Regions from separate parts of the Mus musculus genome. Here all the other regions are linked to region 3. The links are chromatin contacts, called in public Hi-C and capture Hi-C maps. All regions are on one chromosome and are shown on one strand. Each heading gives the region's core, a stretch centred on a gene start, on an enhancer-like site or on the middle of the called end of the contact. The rest is flanking DNA. Distances are from core to core; before and after follow the strand shown.

What was found. Hi-C and Micro-C count contacts between places; a contact is called where the count stands out from the background. Capture Hi-C pulls out chosen DNA fragments and counts their contacts.
Region 1: a contact with region 3 is called in a capture Hi-C map of embryonic stem cells, with 4 times the contacts expected there. The contact joins two enhancer-like sites. A contact is called at or near these places in 1 of 484 Hi-C or Micro-C datasets (embryonic stem cells), 2 of 115 datasets of contacts at active chromatin or transcription factors (astrocytes and embryonic stem cells) and 1 of 9 other capture datasets (embryonic stem cells).
Region 2: a contact with region 3 is called in a Hi-C map of Th1 cells, with 4 times the contacts expected there. The contact joins two enhancer-like sites. A contact is called at or near these places in 1 of 15 datasets of contacts at CTCF or cohesin (large pre-B cells), 32 of 484 Hi-C or Micro-C datasets (3T3-L1-derived adipocytes, the AtT-20 cell line, the Ba/F3 cell line and 24 more), 5 of 115 datasets of contacts at active chromatin or transcription factors (astrocytes, embryonic stem cells and kidney) and 1 of 9 other capture datasets (embryonic stem cells).

Annotation. Positions count from the first base shown.
Region 1 is chr11:20,318,642-20,322,503 of GRCm38.p6, forward strand. It overlaps Slc1a4 (solute carrier family 1 (glutamate/neutral amino acid transporter), member 4), which reads right to left. Exons shown (of 8, transcript NM_018861.3): 2 at 1,551-1,593; 3 at 19-81. Among named protein-coding and RNA genes, the nearest start is that of Slc1a4, 12 kb to the right of the region's middle. Within about 2 kb of position 2,225, at least 4 of the 459 cell types and tissues checked have an H3K27ac peak or open chromatin away from gene starts, as enhancers often do. A contact at or near this core is called in embryonic stem cells, where this site is marked.
Region 2 is chr11:20,130,291-20,134,484 of GRCm38.p6, forward strand. No RefSeq gene overlaps it. Among named protein-coding and RNA genes, the nearest start is that of Actr2, 19 kb to the left of the region's middle. Within about 2 kb of position 2,856, at least 63 of the 459 cell types and tissues checked have an H3K27ac peak or open chromatin away from gene starts, as enhancers often do. A contact at or near this core is called in Th1 cells, where this site is marked.
Region 3 is chr11:19,827,799-19,831,688 of GRCm38.p6, forward strand. No RefSeq gene overlaps it. Among named protein-coding and RNA genes, the nearest start is that of Gm39602, 87 kb to the left of the region's middle. Within about 2 kb of position 1,998, at least 77 of the 459 cell types and tissues checked have an H3K27ac peak or open chromatin away from gene starts, as enhancers often do. A contact at or near this core is called in Th1 cells and embryonic stem cells, where this site is marked.

The sequences.
Region 1 (3,862 bases), core at 975-3,474, 490 kb after region 3:
TCTTCTGAAGAGCCTTACCTTCTCTTTGGTCACGTTCCCCGAGCTGGTGTTATGGGTCACCACTGTGTAATCGGTTGCAGACTAATAAAGAGGAGGAAAACCCATCATTAGTGAACAGGCGTAAAGACCCACCAGAGGCACTAAGGGCATGGCAAGGTCCTGGTCTACTGCTGCTACTATTCGTAGTGGGTGTGCTGAGCAAGCTGCACTTGACTGGCCTGATGCTGACCTCTGCATCCTGCATGAGTTACGTTAACACTCAGGCAGCGAGCCCCTGATAAGCTGTCGGGTTATTTAGGGACCGAGGGAATGGAGAATTTTCATGTGTTCCTTGGGCAATAGGGTAAACTTTTTCCTGCTGACAGTTTGATCCTTCAACAGCTCATGTTTCATATTGTTTAAGAAGTTTGGCACAAATTCCAGAAAGACAAAGTTCATCACATTTCTCTTTTTCATTTATCTATTATGTTCCACAGTGTTCCAGAATGACCTAAGTGTGGCTGCTCTTTGGCGTCTGTTTCTAATCAGGCTTGAGCTGCCCACCTCCAGAGAAAGGGGCATGAGGTAAGGCAGTGTCTTTGGCCAAGTTTCCCAGACCTTGGTCCTACTGTGAGTTGGGAAGACACACACCTTTTCATGGTGTGCAATGCATCTCTCTCTCCGCCCCGCTACGGTGGTCTCGTGGCTACAGAACTGCCAGACACCCAGAGAGCTATAGACCTGAGCGCCTGCTTGAGACCATGTTTCAAAAGCTTTGATTTCTCTCTGCTTTATCATAGTTTCAGAGAGGCAGATGTACTCAGCTGCCCCGTGATTGGGGTGGCAGGGAGACCAACCCCACCCATCCCTTCTGTGACAAACACCCAAAGCTCTAAATGGTTTGTTGTTTTTTTTTTTTTAACTTCACATTATATATACAAGTTATCCACCCCCACTTTTAGCAAAATGTACATACTACCTTTATAGTCAGAATAAAAGTATGATTTCTGAAAAATCTATAATGTTTCAAACAGTCTCCAGATAATGGTTTGAAGGCATTTTCTAAGTGATACAAAGGATCTTGGGGCACCCTTTCTACATCCTACAGGGTTTTGTTGTTGTTTCAAATCTCCTTCTACAAAAACTGACCCTAGTGTTACTAAGTTTTGTTTATAACAGGATCCCTCTGGATTGCTCTGGCATATCTAAAAACAAATGCTCCTCTGACCTCCCCCTCCATCTTCCTCATGGAGGTCCCCCTCCCCCCAACTCTCATATTCTCACTGTTAATGAAGCTCCTCTCCAGGTTTCAAAGGGAAGCCTCTCTTTTCCTCCATGACCCCGTCAGTCATTTGACCCAAACATATACCGACCATTTTCTGCTCTCCCTCCGGCTTCGAGGCCTGATGATGATTTCAGGGTCATTTCTCCTAATAAGCCTCATTCGTGAAGGGTTTGGGGAGGGACTACCCTAGGATCCCTCTTTCCTGTACTTTACCAAACTCTGGTGCATTAATTTATACACTTCCTCCACCAAGGTTTCATATAATCGACAAAGTATCAAACCTTACCGTAGTGAATGCGGCAACCACAAGATTGGAAGGGAACAGGTTTCTATGGAAAAAGAAAGCAAGCGTTTTGTCAGGGTCGTGGGTTTTAAGCCCAGCTCACTCTTTAAACATTTAAACAGCCTTGAAACTCACTGTGTAGCAGAGACAATGTTAAACTGTGGATCCTCCTATGCATCACCAGCTGTTTTGCTTGTTTGTTTTAAGATGTACTTTTATTATTTAATTGTGTATGTGTGTGTGCGCACTTACATGTGTACAGACATACCAATGACAGTTGAGTCATCTGATGTGGGTGCTGGGAACTGCGGGATAGTCCTCTGCAAGAGTGGCAAGCACTCCAACTGTTGAGCCATTTCTCCAGCCTCAGCAATTGTTATTTAGTTAATGCTGAAGCAAGTCCCAGCTGACTTTAAACCCTTCATCTTCCTCCCACTGCTCCCGGAGTGCTGGAATTATAGGCGTACATCACCGCACCTGTTTAACCAACAGGCCTGGTTTGTTTTACAATAATTGAGATCCATTTATAGAATTGAGAGATCTTGGAAGGGAGGGTACCAGCGTCCAGAAATTCATCCTGGCAAGTTCAACAAAATCCTATACAACTAACTGTCTCAAAGCCTGTAGAGTCCCCAGTGTTCAGCATGACAATAGCTTCATTTAAACCTGCCTGCCTGAGCCTGGACTAACTCCAACCAAGAGATTTTGTTTTTCCTTTCACACCTTGGACGCACCTTCCAGGAATACAGCTACTATGTAAATTATGGGATAACAGTTTGTTTTGTTTTGAAAGTTTCCAGGAACTACTCATCTTGCTAAGAAATTGAAGCCCTTCCTTTTGCACTGAGCTGGACTCAGTCTGCACTCAGCTGGCTCCTTAGCAGGGGTTTCTCCTTCCCTCCTTGTGCACCACCATTACTAGTCAGCAGCAATTCTAAACCAGAAATAAGGATCCAACCTCTTTTAGAGAATTTACATATTTTTAAAGACTTATTTACTTATTTGTGTGTGTGTGTGTGTACATGGATGCATGTGTTTGTACAAATGGACACTGTGTGGTTATGCACGAAGTCAGACATCCACTACCTTATTTTTGAAAGATTAAGTTTCCCACTGCCTTGGGAGCAAGCCAACCCCAGCAATCCCATCTCTCCTCCTCCTCCTCCTCCTCTTCCTCCTCCTCCTCAGAGCTGGGGTTAGAGGCTTATGTAGGATGCCTGGTTTTCCATGGGTGCTGAGAGCCTCAGGATGTGCAGTCACTTTAACCACTGCCCATGGATAGAGCCCTGCATTTATAGATTAAAGCACATTTTTGGAAGACTGGAGAGGTGGCTTAGCAGTTAGGAGCACTGGCTGCTCTTCCAAAGGACCCACATTTAATTCTCAGCACCTACATGGCAGTTCACAACCTTCTGTAACTCACACATGTGGTGCATAGATACATCAGTACACATATGCAAAGCATTAATACACATAAAATAAACACATCTTATTATAATATTTCCCTTTTTTCCTTTTATATTAATAAAGTCATTGTGATGTCCTGAAATACACGTATAGGAATGGATTTTATGTTTGGATGAAAGCACTTGTTTTGTTTTGTTTAAAGACAATAGGGGTTGGGAAAACTGGCTCAGTTAGTAAAGTGCTTTTGGCTCAAGCATGAGGACCTAAAATAAATTCCATGGAAAGCCAGAAGCAGGAATGTGAGTCTAAAATCCCAGTGCTGGGAATCCCAAGACTGAAGGAGATGGGCGTGTAGTGCTCAGCCCTTCGGAGGCAGAGGCAGGTGGATCTCTGTGAGCTAGAGGCCAGCCCAGTCTACAGATCTAGTTCCAGCACAGCCAGGGATACACAGAGGGACCCTGTCTCAAGACAGACAGACAGACAGACAGACAAGCAAGCAAATGGAACATGATTGTGGAGGAAGATGCCTAGCATTGATCTCTGGGGTTCATGTACTGCACATGCAAGCACCACACACACACACACACACACACACACACACACACACACACACAGAGCGAGAGCGAGTGAGTGAGAGAGAGAGAGACAGAGAGACAGAGACAGAAGAGAGATTAAACAAACAAATAACTAAAAAAAAATGAGTTTTCAGAAAACCAACCAAGTCCAAAACCTATTCTTTTTTTTTTTTTTTTTTTTTTTTTTGAGACAATTTACTATATAAACTAGGCTAACCTTGAAATCACAGAGATCCACCTGCCTCTTTCTCCCAAGTGCTGGGAATATCCTTTTTGGAGCAAGGCTCTGTGTAGAATGCTGGTCTTGACATATAAACTACCATATTCCAGCTA
Region 2 (4,194 bases), core at 1,606-4,105, 300 kb after region 3:
AGCCCCACTTAAAGTATTTCATAGCTTTCCAAATCCAAACTCCCCAAATCCTCATTCTTCCAAACAAAAGCATGATCAGGCTTACCACAGCAATACCCCAGAACCTGGTACCAACTTCTGTCTTAGTTAGGGTTTTACTGCTGTGAACACACACCCTGACCAAGGCAACTTTTTTAAATTTTCTTTTTCTTTTTTATTTATTTATTTATTTATTTATTTTTGGTTTTTCAAGACAGGGTCTCTCTGTATAGTCCTGGCTATCCTGGAACTCACTTTGTAGACCAGGCTGGCCTCAAACTCAGAAATCCACCTGCCTCTGCCTCCCAAGTGCTGGGATTAAAGGCGTGCTCCACCACCATCTGGCTAAGGCAACTCTTATAAGGACAACATTTAATTGGGTCTGGCTAACAGGTTCAGAGGTTCACTCCATTATCATCAAGGTGGGAGCATGGCAGGGTCCAGGAAGGCATGGTACAGGAAGAGCTGAGAGTTCTACGTGTTCATCTGGAGGCTGCTAGGAAAAGACTGGCTTCCAGGTAGCTAGGACAAGGGTCTTAAAGGCCACACCTACAGTGACACACCTAGTCCAACAAGGCTACATTTCCTAATATTGCCACTCCCTGGGCCAAGCATACACAAACCATCGCCCGCAGGGTGTCTATTTCAGTGGTTTTTTTTACTGTGCCTCCTCACAGTCATGGACTTGAAATAATTCAAATTCCCATCAGCTACAGAGAAAATAAAATCACTTGATTTTTTTTTTCCTTTTTGTAGTTCAGCTTGGCTAGAAACTCGCTATGTAACTCAGGCTGTCCTTCAACATTTGGGAATCCTCCTGCCTTAGCCTCTCAAATGATGGAATTATAGGTATGAGCCACCATGTCTCACAGTGCTGGTGCATTTTAAAATAGAATTACTTTAAAAAGTATGTCTTGCTGGGCGTGGTGGCACACGCCTTTAATCCCAGCACCAGGGAGGCAGAGGCAGGCAGATTTCTGAGTTCGAGGCCAGCATGGTCTACAAAGTGAGTTCCAGGATAGCCAGGGCTATACAGAGAAACCCTGTCTTAAAAAAAAAAATGTCTTTTTTACTTATGTGCATCTGTGTGTGTGCACAGGCATATGGGTACCCGTAGAGGTCAAAAGATGGTTTGGAGTCCCCGGAGCTGGAGTACCAGGCAGGTGTGTGCCCTACTCAGTGTGGGTTGCTGAGAACCAGACTCGGGTCCTTTGCAAGAATTCCTGTTTTAAAGTATAGACTGCTGGGCTAAGAGGTAGCTGAGAGAGATTGTTGCTCTTGTAGAGAAACAGAGTTTGGTCCTGAGGACTTGTGTTGGGACACCTACTGATGGCAATTCCCCTAGGCTCTGCCAACAGCTACCTAGCGTCGGCTTGCATAGCCGCCTGACAGGTGTGAGCCAACCTGGTGAAAAGAAGGTCTGCTTGGTCTGTGTGTCTGTCTCTTTGTGTGTGTGTGTGTCTCTCTCTCCTCTCTTTCCCATGTGTTCCTGGCCAGTCTCTTCCTCTCTCTTTCAGTCCTTCTCTGTCCCCCTCCTTCCTCTGCCTCTATCTCTTTTCTAGGTCTCCTCCCCTTCCCACCAATAACTGCTCTTCATGCTAGGTCTGTCACATGGCTTGGTTGTTCATGGTGACACCATAGCCAGGTCTGCTAAGGTGCTCTCTCCAGCCACATTATACTGTGTTTTATAAAACATGATACCTACAATGGCTTGTAACTCCAACTCCTGGGATCTAAGTTCTTTGGCCTCCAAAGGCATCCATTTATACATCGTGTAAATCTTAAACAAACAAACAAAAAGCTGGAAGATTTTAAAGGAATTTATTATAATATACAATTTGGGAAATGGTACAGGTATATGTTAAGTCAAAAAGGTATAATACAAGAGCACATAGTGTTGACTTCCTTGATATGCTGGTCAAGAACAGGGTAAGCTCATCTCTGCTGTTAAAAGTCAGGATGGTGGCAGCTGGCTGTGGTGACATGCTGTGGTGACATGCTCCTCTAATTCCAGTGATCGAGAGGCTGAGACGCAAGAGTTCAGGTCAAGGTCAGCCTGGGCTGGTTAATGAACGCAAGGCCAACCTGGGGATACTCATCGGGAATTTGTCTCGGGCTGGTGAGATGGCTCAGCGGTTAGGAGCACGGACTGCTCTTCCAAAGGTCCTGAGTTCAAATCCCAGCAACCACATGGTGGCTCGCAACCATCCGTAATGAGATCTGATGCCCTCTTCTGGAGTGTCTGAAGACAGCTACAGTGTATATAAGAAAGAAAGAAAGAAAGAAAGAAAGAAAGAAAGAAAGAAAGAAAGAAAGAAAGAAAGAAAGAAAGAAAGAAAGAAAGAAAGAAAGAGAGAGAAAGAAAGAACTTGTCTCAAACAAATCCAAACAGTAGTCAGAACAGTGAGTAAGCAGGGAAGTAAGGGAGAACTCTCAAGGCTGCTGGAACATCCTGTATTTTAATCTGGATGAATTTGTTTATAACTTGTAATGTTTATACCTTTCCAAAGTGTCATTTAGAGAGCTAGTTAAAGCTTCAATTTTTTTTTTTTTTTTTCCGAGACAGGGTTTCTCTGTGCAGCCCTGGCTATCCTGGAACTCACTCTATAGACCAGGCTGACCTCGAACCCAGAAATCTGCCTGCCTCTGCCTCCCGAGTGCTGGGATTAAAGGCGCAAGCCACCACGCCCGGCAAAAGTTTCTATATTTTGTTACATAATCACGTATTATAATCATTTCACTAAGAAAGTGAGAACATGAGCCGGGCAGCTTAGTTTCTTGGGTGTCTACCAGAATTTACCAGCAGAGGGCAGGGCTGGACAGCACCTGAAAGTGGAGACTTGGGGGAATCCAGACTTTCGGTTTCCATCTGCTTCTGCAAATGCGAAGTGACCAACCACAGTACTTGAACCACAGGGCGTCCTTCCAGGTTAAGGTGGCAGAGTCAAAGGGCAAAATGCTTTCAATCCATGTGTAGGGTCCCAGTCGCTACTCTCCCCATGTGAGGACCATTGCCCTCTGCCCTGTCATAACTGTTCACTTTGATGGTCACAACATAAAATAAAACCTTCTCTACTGTCTTCCACCTCCCATGACACAGTACCCCTCCATCACATTGCTTTCACCTTCCAGTCCCTCCTTCCGCCTAGAACATGCTGCCCTCTCTGCCCTGCCAGGCTCTTTTTTTTTTTTTTTTTTTTTCGAGACAGGGTTTCTCTGTGTAGCTCTGGCTGTCCTGGAACTCACTTTGTAGACCAGACTGGCCTGGAACTCGGAAATCTGCCTGCCTCTGCCTCCCAAGTGCTGGGATTAAAGGCGTGCGCCACCATGCCCGGCCACTGCTGTCTCCTAATGCAGCCCAGAAACCAATGTGTCCTTCATGAAATTACTTTTGCAAGGGCCGTCCTTGAACCCTTTTCCAGACCAGGTGTCACTTGTACTCTGTTAATAATTTCCTACTGTCCTTACTGTCCTTGGGATGAAGTTCAAAGCCCACTGCAGAGCCCCTAAGGCTCTAAGTAATCTAGTTGTTGGCTAGGATCTCACCTGTCTCCATTCTATACTGTTGTTGAGGCAGGGTATCAGGTAGCCAGTGCTGGCCTTGAACTTGCCTTGTAGCCACGAATGACCTTGAACTCCTGATCCTCTGACCTCTGTCTCCCAGGTGCTGTGGTAATAAGCATGCCCACACCTAACACTCCATTCTTTTGACTGTGCCCTCCTCCAGTAAGTCATTCCCAACCATAAAATTGTATCATTGCTACTTTCATAACTGTAATATTTCTACTGTTATGAGTTACAATGTAATTATTTTTGGAGATAGAGGTTTACCAAAGAGGTCGTGACCTACAGGTTGAGAGCCACTGCTCTAAGTCTATGCACACTACCCCCTTCCCTAACAGGACTTCTTTCCTTCCATGTATAATTTAAAGCATTACCCACATCTGCCTACTTGCTTATTTAATATGTGTCTCCTACTTGAGACTGTGCATTTTAATTAACACCAGCTGAGACTGTATCTGATTATTCATTCTTCTTTTAAGCAAGTAGGACCAAGCATTTGCTAGATTTGGAGTAGATGCTCATGTTTGAGCTAGCCTCTTAAATATAGACCTTGATCCCATCAAGGCAAGAGGTGGATGGTCTTTCTTGCCGCAGACCCTCTGGGTCCCTTTG
Region 3 (3,890 bases), core at 748-3,247:
AGCCAGGTTCCAACACTTTATCTCTCGCCCATCTCCTCGTTTATGCACCCCCCACAGCCGCTCCCCCGCCCCTCAACTGCTCCCCCACCCCCAGTAGCTCTCCCATCCCCAGCAGATCCCTACCCCCACTACTCGCCCATCCCCAGCGGCTCCCCCACTCCCACGCACTCCCCCACCCCCACGCACTACGCCGAGCCGCCCCTACCCGGACGCCAAGCCACACTCATCCCACTTTCTCCATCCTTCCCCACCCAGAACATTCTTAAGACCTTGTTCCCATGAAGACAATCTCCTTCCCATACCCACCCTGTTTCCCAAGGGGAAGGCTCCTCACTCTCCCACACTCCTGGGGCCCAGGGCAGGAAATAGCAGCGACTGCTTCCTGTTCCCAGTTGCTGCTCCTAGGACATCAATCTTCCTTCCTCGGCACTGTCTTTGACACCCCTGACAGCGCCGTGGCCAAAGTTCCTTTTGAACTTCATATTGACCGGCGTCTCCTGACTCCCATATATGGAGAACATGAAGCCTTGGGCTCACAGTTCCCTCTCACCAGGGCTTTCTACCACACCCCGCACCGCACATTTCTGGCCTCGCCCAGACCTGTACCACCTAGTGAACTTCTCCGCCACTGGCATCATGAGCTGGTGGACCCTCTTGCCCACTGACCTCTCTCCTTCCTTACCTCCATCATCCTCGCTCTCTGCCCTTACCTCTAGTCCCACCAGGAAATGGACAGGGAGCCTGCCTGCCTTGTCACTCCACATCCTCTCTGACCCTAGAGTAGTGGGCCTTGGCTGGCTGTGACCACCATTGGCCCTCTTCCTGACTTCCCACTTTGCTCTAAAGTTTGGTTTTCATCTGAACATCACTTACTACATCATTTGCTTTCTTTAAACACATACACTTCATAATTCCATTAAATACATCAGAGAGCTGACACAGCCCCCTCTGCCTCTGGTCCTCCTTCTCCACTGAGGTTTTGTTTGTTTTGTTTCTGGTGTTTTGTTTTGTTTTGTTTTGTTTTGTTTTGTTTTGTTTTGTTTTGTTTTGTTTTGTTTTGTTTTAATCCTGTTAGCCCATTGTTGAGAGTTGATCTCGTCTTGGTTGTCTTTGCTCTCTGCTTCCTCCTTCTGACCTCCTGTCTCCACTGACCCCTGGGGGCCTGCCTCACTATCCACTGAAATTGCTGGCACAGGATGTCCCTTGTAATGTTAGGAACTGCAGGGCTCTGGACACTCTGGGCCTCTTCGATGACCACGTGACATTTGCGACTATTGTCCTTCCTCACTCCAAGCACCAACCCTCAAGCTTCCAGGGCTCCCCGACGGGTAGCTGGGCTGGAATGTGCCCACTCACAGTTCTGCAGACTTCACATCCCAGAGGCGTGGCATGCCCTCCGCAGCCTAGCACACAGGCAGGGTCCTTCCTGCCCACATCTAAGTAGGGTGCTCTATTTCCCTGGAACATCCTTTCTCATTCTTGAAACTCAGCCCAGAATTTCATTATGGGAAGCTTTCCCTGAAACCCTAGGGTCAAGCAGGGGACCCACGACACAGCTGCTGCCTGGAGGCCTGGAGCTCTGGTCAGCCAATGAAGTGGTAAGAAGTGACTCCAAGTGGCCGCAGGCTAGGCTGCAGAGTTGACCTCCAGGTATCTACTCCTTCAAAGTCCTTCCCCAGCAGGCCCTCTTCCTCCACCTGGCTAAACCTGACTGCGGGTCATCAGGCCTCTCCCACACCTCCTCATTCCCCATTCCCCTGCCCACTGCCCATTATCAGCCACCTCCTTCTCTCCTGCATCCATGCGCCTCTCTGCCTGCCTGCACATGATCCAGCCCTGGCATCCACCCACCCCAAAGGAGCTCGTTCCTCAGCTGGAGGCTTGCAGGCACAGCACCGCAGTGGCATTTAGGCAGGGAGAAGCTGGGGAAGGCCCCTACAGCCCCTGGAAGGCATTCTGGGCTGACACACCCAAAGCAGGGAGGCAGGGCCCTGTCTCAGCAGGGAGCTGAGAGGACAGATCATCCTCACAGGCAGCTGCCGGCAGCTAACCAGAGAGCTCAGCTTGTTCACATTATCACTTCCTCTAGAATGCCTCCTCTCCCACAGAATCATGACAGAATTGCCTCATGGTGCCTGGGGGACTCAACGGGGGTCTTTCTGGAGTAAGTGACCTCCACACTAAGTCGGGAGGCAGATGGATCTTGGGTACTCGTGAGTGCCACTATCATGAGCTGTCCTAGTACTTAGAAATATTTCTGCCTCTTTACCATCTAAACAAAAGAGCAGGAACCTGTAACCCCAGCAGGCAGGCAGGAAGGAGGGAGGGGCATCTTCTACTGCCTACCTAGGTTGAGACTACCCTGGACTACAAGAGGCCAAGTATTGAAAGAAAACTAAGACAAAAACAACCTAGAGACCACAAAAGAGAATGTCAGACAGGTGAGCAAGAACACCTCCCCCACCTCACGCCCCCACGGGCCTTTTGAGAGAAAAAGCCTGAGACCTCAACCAATCTCCCTGAGCACACAGTCTCTTCGATTTGGCAGAGAGGCCTGGAAGCCCTCTAGGGCTGCTGGATGGCTTAAGTAGAACACCTGACAGGAAATGAGCTAGAGACATGGGGTCCCATGCTCCTGCCCAGGCAGCCCCATGATGCTAAGGTGGGACCAAGCTATACTGGGGATCCCTGGTCGGAGGGAACTCTGGCATCCCCTTTGCGTCTCCCAATTGTGAGACGACAGAGGGAGGAGAAAGATCCCTATGGGGTTTGGTTTTGGGAATTTCCCCTCACAGGAACATTTACTGCGGTTGAGCTGAACAAGTGGCTGACGCTTGTTGGTTCACTACCTGCACATTCCGTTTATAAGTCTTACAACCCCCCTCCAGTGGACCGTCCTTTTTACCTTATCCAGCAAAATGCAACACTTCCTCAGACGCTGGTTTACAGACCACATCGCTTGGGTCTATTTCAGTGAAACACTGCTTTGGGATTCTACACCCTTTTCTTCTCGTGTCTTCTCCATGCTGTCCACGAGAGGGAGCCAGCGCGCCTGTTTGTGCCTCTGCTTATAGCGCTGGCTACCAAACAGGCGAAGTAGCTGAGCTCAAACTAATAATCCAGTATTTTCGGAACTCTGGTGAACAGAAATTCTGGAGAACCCTGGAATCTTTGGCAACTTGTTTTAACACAATAGAAATTTGGCAAACATGAAAAGACTTTCAGATCTTTGCCGTCTTGGTTTTCTGTTGTGGGGGTTGGGGGAGGGGTTGGTAGTGGTGGTAATGCTTGATTTAATTTTTTTTTTCCTCTTTTTAAATTTTTTTATTTATCTTTATTTTATGTGTGTTGGTGTTTTCCCTCCATGTATGTCTGTCTGAGGGTGTCAGATCTTGGAGTTACAGACACTTATAAGCTGTCATGTGGGTGCTAGAATTTGAACTCGGGTCTTTAACCACTGAGCCATTTCTCCAGCCCTTGATTTTAGCTTTTGAGACAGTCTCACCTAGCTCAGGATGACCTCGAACTCATTACGTATCAAAGCCTGGAACCCCTGATCCTCCTGCCCCTACCCTCTAAGCCCTGGAATAACAAACACGCAATACAAGGCCAACCTGTATAAGTGTGTTTATTGATTTCTTTTATTATAAAGAGTATAAGAAAAGTAACAGATTAATTCTGTAGGAGAATTATTAGATGATTGGCATGTAGATGAAACAGTTTAAGCTATGAAATACTAGAATATAGAAATTACAATTCTCCTTTTTATAAGGCTTTGTTTGTTTGGGAGTTTTGCTGTTGTTGCTATGGCTAGCTGACTTTTCTGTTGTTCAAAATAAGATCTCATGTAGCCCACGCTGGCTTTGAACTGGCTACGTAACCAAAGATGA